Regions from separate parts of the Sus scrofa genome. Here region 1 is linked to region 2. Evidence: chromatin contacts called from public HiChIP or PLAC-seq data. All regions are on one chromosome and are shown on one strand. Each heading gives the region's core, a stretch centred on a gene start, on an enhancer-like site or on the middle of the called end of the contact. The rest is flanking DNA. Distances are from core to core; before and after follow the strand shown.

Region 1 (2,787 bases), core at 262-2,761, 170 kb before region 2:
AAAAAGGTTATCTTCATTCTGGAAAGAAGCCCTAAAATAACTGAAATTCAAAAAAGAAGTATCTAAATAGAGGGACTACCATACACAATTCCTCCAATCCTGTCATACAAATACAATTCTACAGAATCTGCTTTTCTGTAGTAAGTAGAGTTGACAATTCCAAACCAACTGGAAAATTTTTTCAGACACCATAAGAGCTTCCACAACCAGAACTCTGAGTCACTGTTATTTTCTCACATATCTTCGTGTAAGACAAACAGTAGTCACCAGAAACTATGTCCAAAGTAAACCCTGTAGGATTTTTTTTTTTTAATTGCAATCACTTAAGACTACGGTCCAAATATATAGAACGGGGAGTTCATCAACTTTGGTGAAATAAGCGGTACTTATGTTTCCACACTAGTGATCTTTACTTTCTCGCAGGTATGGTGCTGGGCATTGAGGATGCAAAAAGACAAGACAGTCTCTGGCATGGAAAACTGCAATGAAAGTACACTGGAAGCCCTGAAAGTCTGAAAACAGAATCTCTTCTGGCCTCACTGGCTCTGGGTCAAAGGAATTCCTTATTTTTGAGTTTGTAACTACAACTAGTAGATAACGGAAGGATGAAGAGTTCCTAGGAACACTTGTGCAAAGAGTTAAAGCCATACTCGCAATCTGCTGCCCAGCAACAAATTCCAAAGAGATGCAATGAACCTCAGCTTGACCACTTCAATACAGAAGACTGAGAAGTCGAGATTAATGTCTGATTTTGTGAAATCATTTAAGAATCTCAGAGCTGGAAAAGACCTCAGTATGCAACAAAGAAATTCAGAGACTCAAACACCACTAAACCATCGGGCCATCGCCCACTCCTTTGTTTACAAAACACAACAATAACAAAACAGAAACGATGTTTCAAACAAGTAGCCCACGTGTTTTTATGACCCCTTGCCTCAGGGCCTCAAAGGTCTCCCTCAGACACACAACTGCACCTGCTGTCAAGATGGAACGTTCCAGGGAGCGCAGAGCAAGCCCAAGTTGCTGGACTTGAGGCCGACGCTACCGGTCCGCCCGGCCCGCCCGGCCTGCAAGGCCAAGTTCGCAGCCAAAACAGGCCTCGCCCCTGGCCCCGCCGCGCGGCTGCCCGGGAGCCCCCGGCCTCCTGCGCGAGGGCCTCGCCTCACCGGCTGCCGGCGTCCCGCCGCCCCTCCCACAGCCCGCGGCTTCGCACCCGGGAGGGCCCAGACCCGAGGAGGTCGAGCGTCCGACAGCGCGCGTACCTCACGCCGCTGCCCCGAAAGCCGCGGATCGCGCGCCCGGCCGCTCCTGGCGCCTCCAGGGGCGACACCGCGCTCCTGCCCAGCGCCAGCATTCGGCCCAGGCAGCCGCGGAGCAGCCAGAAGCCGCGGGCCGACACCGTCATGGCCGCGAACCCCGGGCTCCAGGACCGAGGCGCCACCTCCCGCCGCCCGGGTCCTCGCAGCTGCAGGTCGGGTTCCGCCCCCACCCGGCCCGTGGGGGACAGTATCCCACAAGCCGCGGGTCCCAGGAGGGCACCGTACAGGGGCGGGGCCAGGGGCGGAGCTCAGGGCGGGGGCGGGGCGAAGGAATCCCTGGACTGTCAGGTGGCGAGGCTGGACCCAAACTCCAAGTTGGGAAGAGCAGAGGCAGGTGCTCCCAGACGCTGGTGGCCTGCAGTGTGGACCGGCGGCGATCGGGCTTCTCACCTGATGCTCCCATAGCGAGGACACCAAGAAAAAGGGTAAACGAATCAGTTGCAGCAGCACACCCCTTTTCTCCCAAGCTAAAGCTCTGTCCAACAGCTTCCAAGTCTGTCTGGAATTTGATTTAAAGCTGGAAGCGTGTTTCCCATCCCCCTGGTGAGACAGATACCTTGAGAGCTGAGAAAAGAAACAAAACTGTGAGTGTGTGGAGCAAGGAAGGGGACCTGGCTGAACAAGCCCTGGACCTAAGAATTTCTATAGTTCTACCTTATGATCTCCACTTTGGGAAAGAAAAATTGGCCAATGTCTACCATTTTCTGGAGTCTGTGATTAACACACTCTAGGAACCTGCATCATGTAGTGAACTTGTAGTGAAAAAACAAAACATCCAGCTCCCTTTGAAAAAGTAAAAATGAGACCCACTATTCATTATGCTGGGATATGTTAAAAAGACAAGTGAGGTACATTTAAAAATTTTAAGAGTTCGAGCAAAAATCGGTTTGAATTGGGCCGCATCCAATCTAGTACATAGAAAAGAGCTCCAAGGAGCATGACTTTGAAAAAATGAAAGACTTGCAAGCAGAAGGGAACAGGACAAGGAAGTTATGCTAGACAAGTGGTTTAGTTATTTCAAGTTTACTTTCCTTATGGCAGGGGTCTATCAGGCATATTACCTAACTGGTGACAATATGAAGAAAGAAACAGTCTCTTCATGCCCTTGAATTAAGTATTATTTTGGTGGGGTTTTTTTTTTTTTGTATTTTTCTTGTAGTCCAGCCTAAAGGAATAATGCAAAAGGTAGAAAAAGTGTGCAGAAAATGAAAAATATATAATTAAAAAAATTAAAAATAACTTCCATCTTTAAAATACAGGATTATTTATGTGAATTAGGTTACATTCATTAAAAATAAAAAGTAAGGCATTCCTGTTATGGTGCAGCGGAAACAAATCCGACTAGGAACCATGAGGTTGTGGGTTTGATCCCTGCCCTTGCTCAGTGGGTTATGGATCCGGCATTGCCTTGAGCTGTGGTATAGGTTGAAGATGAAGCTTGGATCCTGCATTGCTGTGGTACTGTAGC
Region 2 (3,025 bases), core at 293-2,792:
CCAGGGTCAAGGCTAAGGACAGTTCTCTTCTCCCCCACTCCCCCTGCCAAACAATACTAAAGCGGTTCCTATTTCATGACAGAGTGAGGGTATACAGCATTCTAATGAAATATCATTCACACATCAAATCTATGGCTTTTTCCATAGTACTATACAAAGTATATTCTAGAACTACAATAGTCACCTTGAAAGATTAACAACCCAGTGATTCTTGACTTACAGTTTAGTCAACTGCTAAATATTTCAGTAGCATAGCAGATGAAATAACAGCAAATAAGGAGCAGGAAAGGGTATGCTAACCACTTTGTAAATTGAGCAGAAAGCTGCAGGATCATAGTTTCCCTCCTCCCACCCCTCTCTCCTAGTGGGGAATTCACCTAGAAACCTAACTCAGAGAAAATCAGCCCTTGCTTTCTGTCTTCACTGGGTCCAGAGATCTCCAGAAAACTCTTCTGCTGAAGAACTGGGCGATTTTTTTCCAATGCATGATCCTTTCTCTTAATTTTTCTTTTTCCCACTGTTGAGAAAAGAATGATATCAATTAAACCCAATTGCCACACACCTGTCTACCCCAACCTGTTTCCAAAGCAGAGTTTAGAATCAATCAAATCAAAAGCAAAGGGTGGATTCCAGGACTATACAAACAAAAAACACATCTCAATAATGAGTTCTGTGTAATTTTCTAGGCAATCACACATGAGATTGGTGATAAGGATTTTCCCAGGACATTCTAGAACAATTTCCCACTCTTCTCCCGACCATCCTTTTTATACTAAGCATGTCCTAGAATGTGTAGCCAAATCCCACGCATAGAATAAAGACCATGTGAAATCCACACTCCAAGAGAGATTAAGAAAACCAAAAAGATCAAAGTGATAGGTACCTGTCCAACATTTTCTGGACGATTTTCTTGATCAGAGGAGCTTTTGGGTCCAGACAGACTTCCTTTCCATTCTTCAGGGTGGCTCTGCAGAAAGAAAAAAAAGATGCCTCTGTGAGCTGAAGGGGCTGAAGACCCAGGCTGGGGGCAGTGGGGAAGGGCGGGGGGGGGGTCTTTCCTTTTTGCCAAGGTCACAGTGCACAGAGCCGCGCACAAGGACTTACATCACTTCTGCCTTGGAGCACTGCGGTCCTGCGGGGATCACCTGCAGATCACTGATCATCTTGGGATGAATCCCGGGTGTGGTGGTTAAACACATGCAACGTAGCTCTCTCACTACAGCCGCCTCGGCCGCCTCGATAGGACTAGCTGGGGTAGAAAGAGGGACACTGTTATACGCAGGCTGCTTGGAAAAACTCTTCCCCAGCCAGCCCGCCTGGGACACTTCCCCGCTCCTGCCGAGAGCCGCCCGGAACCCTCCCGGGGTGCATCCCGCTGGCTGTGCGCTCTCACCGCTGGCAAGGGGCCCCGACGGCGTCAGGAGCAGCATCGCCAGCACTGCGCACAGCAAGCCGGAAGGGCTGGGAACGCGGGTAGCGCGACTGGTTAGGAGTCTCATAGTGGCGAAGAGAGCGCAGCGAGAGGAGTTCAGGAGGAGGGAGAAGGCGCGGAGATTTGAAGCTCCAGAGAGCGTGGACTTCGAGTCCTCAGCATCCCTTTTATCTGCACTCGCCCCTTCCTCGGGGCAGGAAACCCAACCTTTGGGATGCTTGGGAAATTCCCTGGACTGAGGGGGGCGGAGGAAGGGGGCTGGGTAGTAGGGATGGAGGTGGGTGGCTGGGAGGAGCTGAGCTGCTCGCACCCCTGACTCCGGGATGACCTTGCTTGCCGGCGCTGGAAGGAGTTCCTACTGGAGGTGAGGAACAGTCTAGCCAGCCCCGGCTGGTGAAAGCCAGCCTCTCCTGGGGGACAGTCTTCTTAGAAGTGCCTTTCATCTCTATGTAAAGAGGAAAACTGGAAATAAAGTAGCTGAGACGTTTGACTTTAGAAAAATTTCTAAATGTCCTTTGTAATTATTATTATTATCATTATTACTGTTTTCATTTATAATGATATTGTCATTATTAATCGGGAAATGTAAGCCATGATTAAAACTGCACTAAACTGAAAGACTTTCTGGCTCCTGCTTGCAGGCAGACCGTTCTAGTTTTCTTAATTATTTTATAATTCTCTGAACTTCAGCCAGTCTTAGAAGCTAAGAGAACATGAGTGTTTCTACTCTCACTTGAAGTCAATGGCAGGAACAGGGCTACAAAATCAAGTCTCTTGCTGGAAATCTTATACTTAGTTTTGCAAATATGTGTGTCAAGGTGGTTTAAGGAAAACAAAAATCATGCAGCCGCAGATTGCCGTGGGAAAGGATGCCTTACTTTCTGCAGTTCAGTGCACCATGGAATCTGAACAGGTATGGTCTTGGCTGGGGTGGGATAGGGTGGGGTGAGTACCCCCTGAAGCAGTGCAGAAGAGCCTAGCCTGTCTTAGCTATGGCTCCAGACTCTAGCCAGGTGTGTAATTGACTTACTTTGGAGACGCTGTGGAGTGTGATGAGTTTGAGGGGCTCATATGGAACTTTGGGTCTAGGAACTTGAATCAATTTGGCACCAAAACAGCATCCACTCTGACTTCACTCAAACAACCTCATAAGAGGGAAGGGTGACTCACACACAAGCTTCTGGAACCATCCAGCTTCATGATCAGCAGTGTGACCAAGCCTGTTTCCACAGTCCTGCTCTAGTCCAAGTGAATTCAGAGCTGACCCCTGAAGCTGAGGGGTGAGGTAGCTTCCAGCTTCCTCGATCTCTCTCTTCTCTGTGGAATTAGTTAGAACTCTGAAGTTTTAATGGCTAGATCTTCCATGTATCTGGTTTCATGACTAGCATGAGTATGATATTGGTATTTCATGTAGGCTTTCTTTCATGGAAATCTAACTAGATCTGATTCTGGACCTTTCTCAAGACTCTTGTGTTCAACAGTAGGCCAGCCAAAGCAATGGGTAAACATGGCAATCAGAAACTAGTCATGAAGCAAAATTCTTTTCCTTATCCCCTCTGACCCTGGGAGATTTTCTTAACTCCTCCATACATC

Evidence for each region. HiChIP or PLAC-seq counts read pairs in DNA pulled down with a chosen protein or histone mark.
Region 1: an H3K27ac HiChIP or PLAC-seq map of alveolar macrophages shows a contact between it and region 2. The contact joins the promoter of MTHFD2L here to the promoter of AMCF-II in region 2.

What each region holds. Positions count from the first base shown.
Region 1 is chr8:70,178,425-70,181,211 of Sscrofa11.1, reverse strand. MTHFD2L (probable bifunctional methylenetetrahydrofolate dehydrogenase/cyclohydrolase 2) reads right to left here and starts at 1,511. Exons shown (of 10, transcript XM_021101430.1): 1 at 1,263-1,511.
Region 2 is chr8:70,006,742-70,009,766 of Sscrofa11.1, reverse strand. It overlaps AMCF-II (alveolar macrophage-derived chemotactic factor-II), which reads right to left and starts at 1,542. Exons shown (of 4, transcript NM_213876.1): 1 at 1,394-1,542; 2 at 1,105-1,249; 3 at 884-967; 4 at 1-517. The coding sequence starts at 1,499. The coding sequence ends at 499.